Regions from separate parts of the Mus musculus genome. Here region 2 is linked to region 1. A link is a contact called in public Hi-C data. All regions are on one chromosome and are shown on one strand. Each heading gives the region's core, a stretch centred on a gene start, on an enhancer-like site or on the middle of the called end of the contact. The rest is flanking DNA. Distances are from core to core; before and after follow the strand shown.

What was found. Hi-C and Micro-C count contacts between places; a contact is called where the count stands out from the background.
Region 2: a Hi-C map of the N1E-115 cell line shows a contact between it and region 1, with 12 times the contacts expected there. The contact joins two enhancer-like sites. A contact is called at or near these places in 3 of 15 datasets of contacts at CTCF or cohesin (embryonic stem cells, large pre-B cells and pro-B cells), 35 of 484 Hi-C or Micro-C datasets (B cells, the Ba/F3 cell line, the C2C12 cell line and 21 more), 14 of 115 datasets of contacts at active chromatin or transcription factors (T-cell acute lymphoblastic leukemia, astrocytes, craniofacial prominence and 9 more) and 1 of 9 other capture datasets (embryonic stem cells).

Annotation. Positions count from the first base shown.
Region 1 is chr5:117,502,267-117,507,897 of GRCm38.p6, reverse strand. Ksr2 (kinase suppressor of ras 2) reads right to left here. Exons shown (of 20, transcript NM_001312914.1): 3 at 2,259-2,409. Among named protein-coding and RNA genes, the nearest start is that of Gm42013, 21 kb to the right of the region's middle. Within about 2 kb of position 2,122, at least 17 of the 459 cell types and tissues checked have an H3K27ac peak or open chromatin away from gene starts, as enhancers often do. A contact at or near this core is called in the N1E-115 cell line, where this site is marked.
Region 2 is chr5:118,004,963-118,009,964 of GRCm38.p6, reverse strand. It overlaps Fbxo21 (F-box protein 21), which reads right to left. Exons shown (of 12, transcript NM_001346588.1): 12 at 1-1,955. The coding sequence ends at 1,768. Among named protein-coding and RNA genes, the nearest start is that of Tesc, 20 kb to the left of the region's middle. Within about 2 kb of position 3,379, at least 14 of the 459 cell types and tissues checked have an H3K27ac peak or open chromatin away from gene starts, as enhancers often do. A contact at or near this core is called in the N1E-115 cell line, where this site is marked.

The DNA of each region.
Region 1 (5,631 bases), core at 873-3,372:
AATGGCGACACTATAGAATACAACAGGAATGAATCTGAAATACCCACCTCCCCTCCATGCCCGCCAGGCTGGGTCCTGTATCAGGAAACACGACACTGAACACATTCTACACATGTGCATGTGTGTGCATGCATGGGGGGGAGGGGCAAGGGTGGAGTGTAACTCAGATCTGTTCCTGCACAGCTGTGTCAAAACCATGCACAAGAAGACATCTGGTTGCCGGGCGGTGGAGGCACACACCTTTAATCCCAGCACTTGGGAGGCAGAGGCAGGTGAATTTCTGAGTTTGAGGCCAGCCTGGTCTACAGAGTGAGTTCCAGGACAGCCAGGGCTACACAGAGAAACCCTGTCAACAAGAAGAAGAAGAAGAAGAAGAAGAAGAAGAAGAAGAAGGAGAAGGAGAAGGAGAAGGAGAAGGAGAAGGAGAAGGAGAAGGAGAAGGAGAAGGAGAAGGAGAAGGAGGGGGAGGGGGAGGGGGAGGGGGAGGGGGAGGGGGAGGGGGAGGGGGAGGGGGAGGGGGAGGGGGAGGGGGAGGGGGAGGGGGGAGCAGACACCCGATTGAGAAGCCATCTGGCCCTCAGAGAGATAAGGAAACAGCAATCCAGAGGGAACTCTCCAGGAAGCAACATCCATCATCGCGAACATCTCCTCCTGTGACATCCTAGAGATGCGCTCTCTTAAGACAGCAGTTCTCTCAGGACTGGAGGAAAACAGGAGACAGGGGAAGCATCCAGAGCAGGAGCCAGGGTAGAGGAGCGGGGCTAGAACACAGCCACAAGGAGCCACGCGGAGAAGCAGACTGCTAGGCAGGAAACTATTCCTGGGATCACACTGGGATTTGGTGCAGTTTGGAGGGCGGCACACATACATGTTCATGTCTGTACGTCCGTGTGGAGACCAGAGTGGACCTCGGCCAACCCCTTCCATGCTATCCACCTTATTTGTTTGTGGGATTTTCAGTTTGGGGTTTTCTTTTGTTTTGTTTTGTATTTTGAGACTGAGTCTCTCGCAAACTGGAACTGGCTGGGTAGGCAGGGCTCCCTGACCAGCAGGCCTCGGGTATCAGCCAGTCATGCCTCCCTGGCCCTGAGATTGACCAACCTAAGCCACCACAACTGTCTTGTTCTTAACGTGGGATCTTAAAATGGAGCGGAAGTCATCAGGCCTGCGCGCTGGAACCCTGTTCTATCTGGTTCACTGCTGGGTCCTCCGCCCTCCTGCCATATTCACAGTCACTCCGTAAATTGTAATTGCGGGTTGCATATTGACTAACCAGAGTTAAGAATTAACAGCCATCAGATTGGGCCGGTCCTGTGGTCGACGGCGCCACCTTGTGGTGAGAACTGAAATGACAGGGCCGATATTTGTAACAATTTGTAGAGAGCCCAGAAGCAACCTTCAGCAGGCTGCAGCTCACACCATGGGTTTCCTTCCGTTTCCTTCTGAGACATGGTCTCCAGCATCCTACTTTGGCTTCAAACTCCCTGTGTAGCCAAGGATGATCTTGCGCTCCAGCTCCTCTTGCTTCAACCTCCCAAGTGCCGGCCGGGGTTGTAGGCATGCCCACTACACCCCATTTATGAGGTGCTGGGGATCAAACCCGGAGTCTTGTGTCTACTAGGCAAGCATCCTACCAGTTAACTGAGCCACAGCTCTAACCCTGCATCACAGTTTTGAGCAAGCGATTGGACGGAGCCAGGGGGGTAAATGATGACATGTTTAGATCGTAAAATAATAAAGCAAAGGTCACAGAATTTAACTTGGGACCTCTTGTATGGAGAGAGAGAGACAGAGACAGAGAGAAAGGGGGAGAGAGAGAAAGAGCAGTATGTACTCACTGGTGTGAAAGGATTGTGCCAAGCGCCAAGAGAATATACTAAAATAACAACTTCTGGTCCCTGGAGCAGCTACAACCTGATTTCTGTTACAAAGAATGTATAGTGTCTGTGCACAGAAATAACCAGAACATATTCAGCATACAAAGCCACTTCTGGACGACTGAGGGGGGAAGATGCCGGCCTCCCTTGTACAGCCAAGATTACCACATCTGAACCGTAATTATCCAGGACCCACTTTGAGCCATCCTCTGCGGGGCGAGGTCCAAGCCCCGCCCACTTCCACCTCTCACAGACATCTCCGCCCCTAAAGCTGGCTTTGGTATCCAGAGCCCATTCTCTTCCGTGCTGGCCTGCACAGGAAGCTTGAAGGACAGTGGCCGACCAGCTGGGGGGACAATCCCGAATGCCTGGACTGCTCACCTGATTTGTGCACATTCCTGAGGCAGGAGAGTGAGGCGTTGAGCCGGGCGCACTCTTCCTGGTTGGCTCCATACTTCTCCACGGTCTCACACACCTGCTCGTCGGTCATCTCCAGGAGGTCCTCCAAGCTCAGCTGGTCAGGGGAGATCTCCTAGAGGAGGGGACAAAGGCAGTCAGCTGGACATGAACCCAAGCGCCCTGCCCAAGGGAATGGAGTGGTGTCTCTCAATCGCCCTCTTGTGGCACTCAGGAGAACTGCAGAGGGAACCAGCAGGGAGCGTCCACACTGCCCTCTGCTGGTAGCCAGTGAAAGATGCTCCACTATGCAAAAACTTGGCTGAATCTGGGGTTGAGTCTCCTCCTCCCACTTGCCACTTGGACAAATCATTTAACTTGTCTGGGCCTTGTTCTCACTTATCAAATGGAAGTGCCGAGCGTAGGTGATCGCTCAGTACATGATCAACAGTCCGCACTCACAGTCCAGGTTTGAAACCCGGGAGAGACAGGCCCTGTTTCATACTTCTGGGAGTAGATACCTCAGCTGAATTTGGCCGGGAGGAGGGGGTGCGGGGGAGGGGACTCAGAACAAGCCAGCTAGACATAAATCCGAGTTTCATTGGCTGGCCTCTGATCTTGGCTTCCCTAGAAGAAGACCTATGGATAGCTTGAGGCTGGAAATGAATCTTGAAAAGTACTGAGCACCATGAGCTGAGGAATAGTATAGAACAGGGAAAAGGACCTCTCTAAACAAAGGAGCTGGGGATAGAAGCAGGATTCCAAAGAGTCCCCTCCTTAAACAATGTCATAAATAAATCTGCAAACACTGACTGCCAATCAAGCTTTGATTTTTACTAGCCTTCAAGTGTCTCTACATATACAATAAGAACCTTCATTCGTATTATCTATGGTAGCCAAGGACCTTATACACTCATAGTATATTATTATTTAATAAGTTTTATAAATCTATGAGTGGTGATGCACAGGCAATTTAGTGGGCTCCTTCTGCCCTCTTGTGGCCATGACTGTGTATTACAATAAAATATAGATTTCACGGAAAGCAGAGTCTATAAATTTCATAAATTCCATTTTTCATACACACGCACACACACACACAAAGCTACAGGGCAAAGCCAACACCCCGAGAGTGACTGTGAAGTCAGGACGGGGACAGGAGGTAGCAACTGGGTCACCTAGAGACAAGTAAGAACACAGTGTAGGTAAACCTCCTTCAGCTGGACTCTGTACAGGGGATGCAGGATGAACGTTTAGAACAAGGCTGTTCTAGTTTGATCCCGGATGCTCTCACAAAATACTCTGGCCATTTGCAGCTTGGGAGGGAGGGAGGGCTTAGGGGGCTTACACTTCCAGGTCACAGTCGTCCACTGAGGGTGCTGCCTCTTTGTTACAGCCCAGGCCCAGGCCTGTCTGCCTAGGGATGGCACCACCCACAGTGGGCTGGGCTTGCCTGCATGATTAAGCAATCAAGACATTGCTCTCAGATGTGGCCACAGGATATCCTGATAAAGACTAATTTATTCTGATTCAATTCTGAATTTTTTCAGGTGACTTTGGACTGTGGAGTAGACAGTGGTTGATCAGTAGGACAGATATACAATCTAAAGCCTTCTTCGTGCTGCAGGACCTGACTGTACATTTTAATGCTATGATTTCAAAGTGTGTGAGTGTGTGTGTGTGTGTGTGTGTGTGTGTGTGTGTGTGTGTGTGTGTGTGTGTGTGTGGTCAGCTTACCCTGAAGTGTGTGTGTTTTTGTGTGTGGTTATACCCTGAGTAGTGTGTGGTCAGATTACTCTGAAGTGTGTGTGTGTGTGTGTGTGTGTGTGTGTGTGTGTGTGTGTGTGTGTGTGTGGTTAGCTTACCCTGAAGTGTGTGTGTGTGTGTGTGTGTGTGGTGTCAGATTACCCTAAAGTGTGTGTGTGTGTGTGTGTGTGTGTGTGTGTGTGTGTGTGTGGTCAAATCACCCTAATGCTTAGGCTCACACATTTATGGCTCAAAGGTGAAGAAAGCCATAACAACCTGAGCCAAAGAAAGGAATTTTGTGGGCTGGAGAGATGGCTCAGAGGTTAGGAGCACTGATTGCTCTTCCAGAGGTCCTGAGTTCAATTCCCAGCAACCACATGGTGGCTCACAACCATCTGTAATGACATCCGATGTCCTCTTCTGGTGTCTCTAAAGAGAGTAACAGTGTACTCATGTAAAATAAATAAATCTTAAAAAAAAAAAAAAAGAAAGAAAGGAATTTTGTGCATGTTTTGGTAAAATAATCCCAGCTGGGACAATGTCTCCAATACTCAACACAGACTTCCTTATACTGTTAGGAGAGCGTGTGAAAGTAAAGGGATGTGTGCACATGTATGTGCATCAGTACATGTATTGCATCAGTACATGTATGCAGGGTATGTATATGTGTACGTGTGGGTGTCTGTGTAAGTTTGTGAGTGTACATATACATGTGGATGGGGGAGGGGCTTCCAGAGGTATGTATGGATGTGTGTGGATAAGTGTGCATATGTATTGCGAATTTGTGTGATATGTGTACTGTGTGAGTGTCTATGTACATGTGTGTATGTGTGCATATTTGTGCTTTATTGGGGAACTGGATCAGACTGTCACATATGCCGGGTAAGGCCTCTACCACTGAACTGTATCCTCAGCAAAAAAGGCTTATCACTGCCTGGAGAACAGGATGCCAAAACGCAGACAAGTTAAACCCTTAGCCCAAGTCACACAGCAAGAGAGTAATGGAAGCAGCATTTGAACCCAGGGCAAGTCTCACAGCTGTTGCCCTAGTTCCCTCATGAGAGCACCCTCTGGTGGACAAGCATGTGAACTGCAGCCAGGGAGCCTTCTCACCTCACCGACAGGTGACGGTCTCAGAGTCCCTTGCCTGGAAACTATGAGCTTCAAAGGGGGAAGCCTCGGGGACCAAACTGTGCCAACTGTGGTTCATCACATCATAAAAGGATTCTCTTCTATATAATCAATATTTGTAGCTTTGAAATCAGAGCTCTTGAGTCTTTAGAAAAGAAGTTTTAAGACACTGGGTCAAAATAAAATTTTGAGGATCAGATCTCATCAGTCAAACTGTCTGCCCAACAGATAGTTTGAAGACCACACTTTTCAACCCCTTTCTAGAAGACGTATCTCTGCCTTGCCTGCCCTACAAGGCACCCTTGAGATAGATAGATAGATAGATAGAGCCCCAAAGCCTTTCAAAAGTGCCCCCAGCTGTGCAATTAAAATGTGCCATCGTGCTTAGTTTGTCAACTGGACACAATCTAGAGTCACATAGGAACAGAGTCTCAATCAAGGATTGTGTAGATCAGTTTGGCTGCTGGGCAAGTCGGGGGAGGGG
Region 2 (5,002 bases), core at 2,130-4,629, 500 kb before region 1:
ACACATTTTTAGAAAAATATAAAGTGCCCAAATACCAACTTACACGAGTGATATAGGCTCCCTCAGCCAAACGAAGCCTTCGTGAAGAAACACATTTAAAAACAGTCTAAGTACATTATTTACAGTCAGGTCAGGGAGGGAAGCCATCTTTCTCAGCTTTGACGTTTCTCTACAGGAAAAAGGAAATCGAAGCAGAAACCCAGCAATGGAGACTCCCACCATGCTCCGAGGCTGCTTAGTACTGGGGTGCAAGGGTGTGAGTCCTCGTGGGGCGGGCGGTTCTCACCTTTGAATGAGCAGGTGTAAAATCCCCCAACCGCGGGCAGAAGCTCTGAGGAGTTAAGTTTCCAAATGTAAGTCTGGACCCGCCTCTGACTGGTTCTGCCTGGTGAGGCACAGGCTGGGCAGGAACCTTTTCAGCTGCAAGAGCTTCAAGCTTCCTGCCCTTCTAGTAACTGCCTCATCCCATCATCCTGGGGCTGGTGAAGGGCAATGGAAGAGGGAGCGCTCATTTGGAGCGAGCGGTGTGGTGTGAGGATACACATGCGGCAGGCAGGCGGGTGGGCAAGGCTGGCAGGCGGCCCCCTAAAGCTCCGCTCACTACAGCAACACAGGACAGATGTGCCATTGGCCCAGTGGGTAGTTTTACTTATGGGACTGCTTGTCTGAGGACCAGGTAGCACCCACTAGGATCTGGTAAAGGCTTGCTCCTCACTCACAGACAGCATCAGGCAGAAGCCAAGGGTGACCTGAGGCCAGACCTCATCCAAGAGTCAGCGTCCTGGAGCCTTCAGACAGGCAGCTTGAAGCCCAGAGCATGTGCTCCGCTTCCCGTAAGCCCAACACTCTCAAAATGGAGGGTCTGGATGTGTGACTCAGGAGTGACAGGGAACATGACACCTGTCTCCCCTGGTTAGGCTTCATCAGTTCATTTTCCTGATCAGAAGAACAGACCCGTTCTCTTGGTTTGGGGACCAGGAGGTACAAGTTTTAAGAGCCATTTTCCTTTGATCTGCAGGCTTTGCTACTGAAGCGGGCCCATGACCGACTTAAGATCTGCTCAGGATACTGGAGTAGATCTTAAAGTTAACCAAGGAGTAGTCATCTTAAAGGAGCAGCTCACTCGGAAAGGCCATTGCTGTGCATTTGCTCAGAGAACCAACGTAACAAGACAGGAGCTCACAACAGGCAGAAATGTGCACAGACCCAGTGAGAGAAGGGAGACACTGTTCTCCCAAATTAAATTAAAAATAACAACAACAAAAAAAGGGAATACTTGAAATCTGTGTTTCTGTATTAGCAAAACCTGAACCGTGATCATTCTGACTCCCACCTCCATGCCCTTCTCCAAGTACAATCTAACGGAAGGCAGAGGGCGGCAGGCCTGACTCAGCGACCTTGTTCCAGAGATGAGGAAATATGGCCCCGACTGACTGTCCAGCGGGAGAGACTGACACAAGGTAGATGGAGACAGGGATGGGAAGGGGGTGAGAGGACAGAATGTCACACACTGTCACCACGGGACAAGCACACGAGCCATGCCACGGGACACGGTGCCTTTCAACTGATTCACTAGTGTAGCGGAGAGCAACGCTGTCTGTGGCTGGAGGAGCGCACACCATCTAAAGTGGGGAGGCAGCCAGGCTGCTGGTGAAGTGGCTGTCCTGTGCTGACTCCAGGGGCAGCACACGTCCTTCAGGAATCCTGGTCCCCTAGAAGGTAGCAGCAGCAGCAGCAGCAGCAGCACAGATGTGACACCCCCTGAGTTTACTCGGCTGTGTCCTCCTTTGCACTGTAAATATTCTGCACTGTCTCGTACACAAACTCCAGGTCCTCGGGGTACCGGATCTCCAGCTCTGCATTTGGGATGTAGTGTGTGCCTGTGAACTCCGAGAAGTAGCGCCCCACATCTGGGTGCGAGATTTCCTGAGGCTCCACGTTGTATTCCAGGTTTTCTGTTGGCAAAGAGGCGGCAGACACTGCTGTTAGCATTTCGCTTTCCACAATGGCTCTCTGCTGAAACCCTCCTGATGTCCCTTCCAGGGGTGCTTTTGAAACAGAGCAAAAGTTACCAGCAGGGATGGATGGTCTGGTATTACAGGTATTACTCAAGAGGAAAAGGCGGAGGTGGGAGGTAAGGGGAGGGAGCAACAGTGGCACAGGTCTCCTTCCTGTGGCTCTGCTCAGAAGACATCCCTCTCTATTCTCTGAGATTCTCAGTGGCACCTTTGGGGTACTCTTTGCACCTCTCATCTGGCTTAGCATCTCCCTTAGCTGGAGGCAGGGTACACGATCCTCCCCTGCACATCCCGCCGTTGCCCAGGTGTCAGAACCTCATGGTCCTGAGTCTCTAACCTGCCACCCTATCCAGAGAAGAGCCCCTGCCACACAGCAACCATTCTCCAACTGAGTCCCACCCTTGTGGCTGCACCTCCTAGGTGAGGTGGTGGCTGCAGCTGCACTCACACCCTGCCTGGTCCCTAGGAGAGCCTGCCTACGCCCTTCATATCTTGACTTTGACAAAAGGAGGAACAGATTCTAGGCACCACATGGAAAAGAGCAAAGCCTCCTCCTGGCCCAGCCTCAGAGGACAGGGGACCACAAGGCCCCACGGCTGCCAAAGTCCTAGCAAGAGAGGAGCTGACCACACAGAAGCCCCAGGACTTGTTCCTAGGCTGGGGCACAGGCACAACTCTGCTCTAGAATTATGTTAAGTGGGTCCAGAGCACACAAGCAGCACACAGCACACAACACACAGCACACAAGCAGCACACAGCACACAACATACAGCACACAACACACAGCACACAGCACACAAGCAGCACACAGCACACAACACACAACACACAGCACACAAGCAGCACACAGCACACAACACACAGCACACAGCCCAACCCAGACACTCCCAGAGGCCTAGAGCCAGGGCTGTCCCTGTGCTTGTCTCTGTGAGGTAGAGTGTGGCCAACCATCTGTTTGCCTTTAGCCACAAATCTGGAGGACCTGGGGAAACTGTTGGGGCAGCATCTTTAGACTGGGTTAGGGACACACGCTGTGAAGTCACACGGTCAGGAGAGCAGCAACACACCAAGACCCTAGTGTGGAGGCAGGAGGCTGATTGCAGAGCAGGAGGGAGGGCGCAGGGTCAGAGACAGTGTCCACCAGAGGAAATGCCAGGAGGCCTAGCACTTCTAGGCTGCAGGGCACTTTTGAACCTGGGGCTTACTCTGGTCAGGCCCCGTGGCAGCCTCAGTGCACTATCATCTTGGTCCCACCCCATGGGAGAGACTGCTGAGGGCTCTGGCTGGGTCAGACCCCGCAGTGTAATGCCAGGGGTGGCGGGGTGGGCAGCCATGTCAGCGTCTCCATGCTCACACTTCTAAAGGTTGTAACACTAGGGCACCCTTGGCAACTGTTTCACAGAACTACTGCAGGCCAGCCGCAGAGGACTCATGCCCCACAGTGCACCTCAAGTGAAGGCCCTTGCTCTCATGAAGCGTATCTGCCACTGCAGGCAGGACAGGTGACAGAAACCAATTCAATTTTAGAGGGAATTCGATTCTCCTTTGAGGCTGACCTGTTTAGTGCAGTGGGGGTCGACGGGAGGCTAACCCTAAAAGTCTGAAGGCATTTCTGTGGTTAGCTCCGGAGCTGCTCTGGACTGCAGTGGGGGGAGTTCAGGGGCACTGCTGAGCGTCCACAGGGTACAGGTCCCAGCACTGGGAGTTTGTTTCCTTGTCCACTGCTCATCTGCTCAGGAGACAGCCTGCTCACAGGAGCTCCTGTGCCGCACAGCCCCACCCATGGGGGCACCCTCTCTGGGTGCTAAGCAGTGGCCTGTGCAGGGAGTTCTAGCCTCTGAATGCCTGTGGGGAGAGGGGGAACAGCTTTGTGGGGACAACATGGCTGGGTAGCTATTGCAGGCTTCTGAACATGGCTTCTAGTAAGAGGCTACTCTGGAAAGCTGAGGCAAGACAGTGGGCAGAACCTGGGAGCTCTGGGCTGCCTGGGCCATCTCCAGCTGGGCTCAGTGCCCTGACCTGCTGGCCCTTGGCCAGTTGTGGTGCTGAGGAACTGAACCTGGGCTTGTGCTCGCTAGGTGAGTGCTCTACCCCCAGGCTGCCCAGCCTGATGTTATGTTTACTCTGAGACTAAGGTGCCCAGGCTGGCTTCACACTAATGCTCCTCCTGCCTCCCAAGTGTGGGGATCACAGCTGTTCACCCCTAAGCACAGAGCCTACAACAAGCATCTCCCAGGAGAGAAGACAGCAAGCAGGACAGAGGCCATGCATCTGGAGGTAACCTGTCACCTGATATGCTTCTAAGCAGCACAACGCTGCGGCTCTCGGGAGAAACGTGTTTCCTTAAACTCCATGGACAGGCGCGCAAGAGACACCACAGGAGCCCTCTATGGGCGCCTAGCCTGGCCCCGCCCTCTCTGGGGGACAGCGGCCAGCACATCCTGCACACCCTGGAGTCTAGTACTCAACTTGCCATCTATACCAAATGCACAGTACGCATTTATCTCCACTCCACTGTTTGAACAGAGGCCACAGACCTCTCTCGGTACTAAGTGTGGATGTCTCTAGTCAAAGGGTTGTGGGGTGGAGCCACCAGAAGAGTGAACGCTTGATATTTTATCCCTAAAAGACAATGCCAGGCCACTGAAATGACTCAGCGGGCAAAGGCACTTGTAGACACCCTAAGACCTCAGTTTGCCCCCCAGGACCCATACAGTGGGGGGAGCCGACTCCCACAAGCCCCCTTCTCATCTCTTCCTGCATGCCACAGTCTGTGCCCACCTCACCACACAGAATCTAAACAAGAGAAGGCCAAATGGCCCCGAACATAACCAACTGTCACTTTATACCCCTCACTCCCACTTCGGGGGTCCTCACCCTGGCACCACACGTGCCAGCAGGAGTGGACGGTGTGAGGCTGCAGTGGAAGAGCAGCCTAGGAAATGTCAGGAGCTATGGAAGGACCTGCCATCCAGCTACGGCTC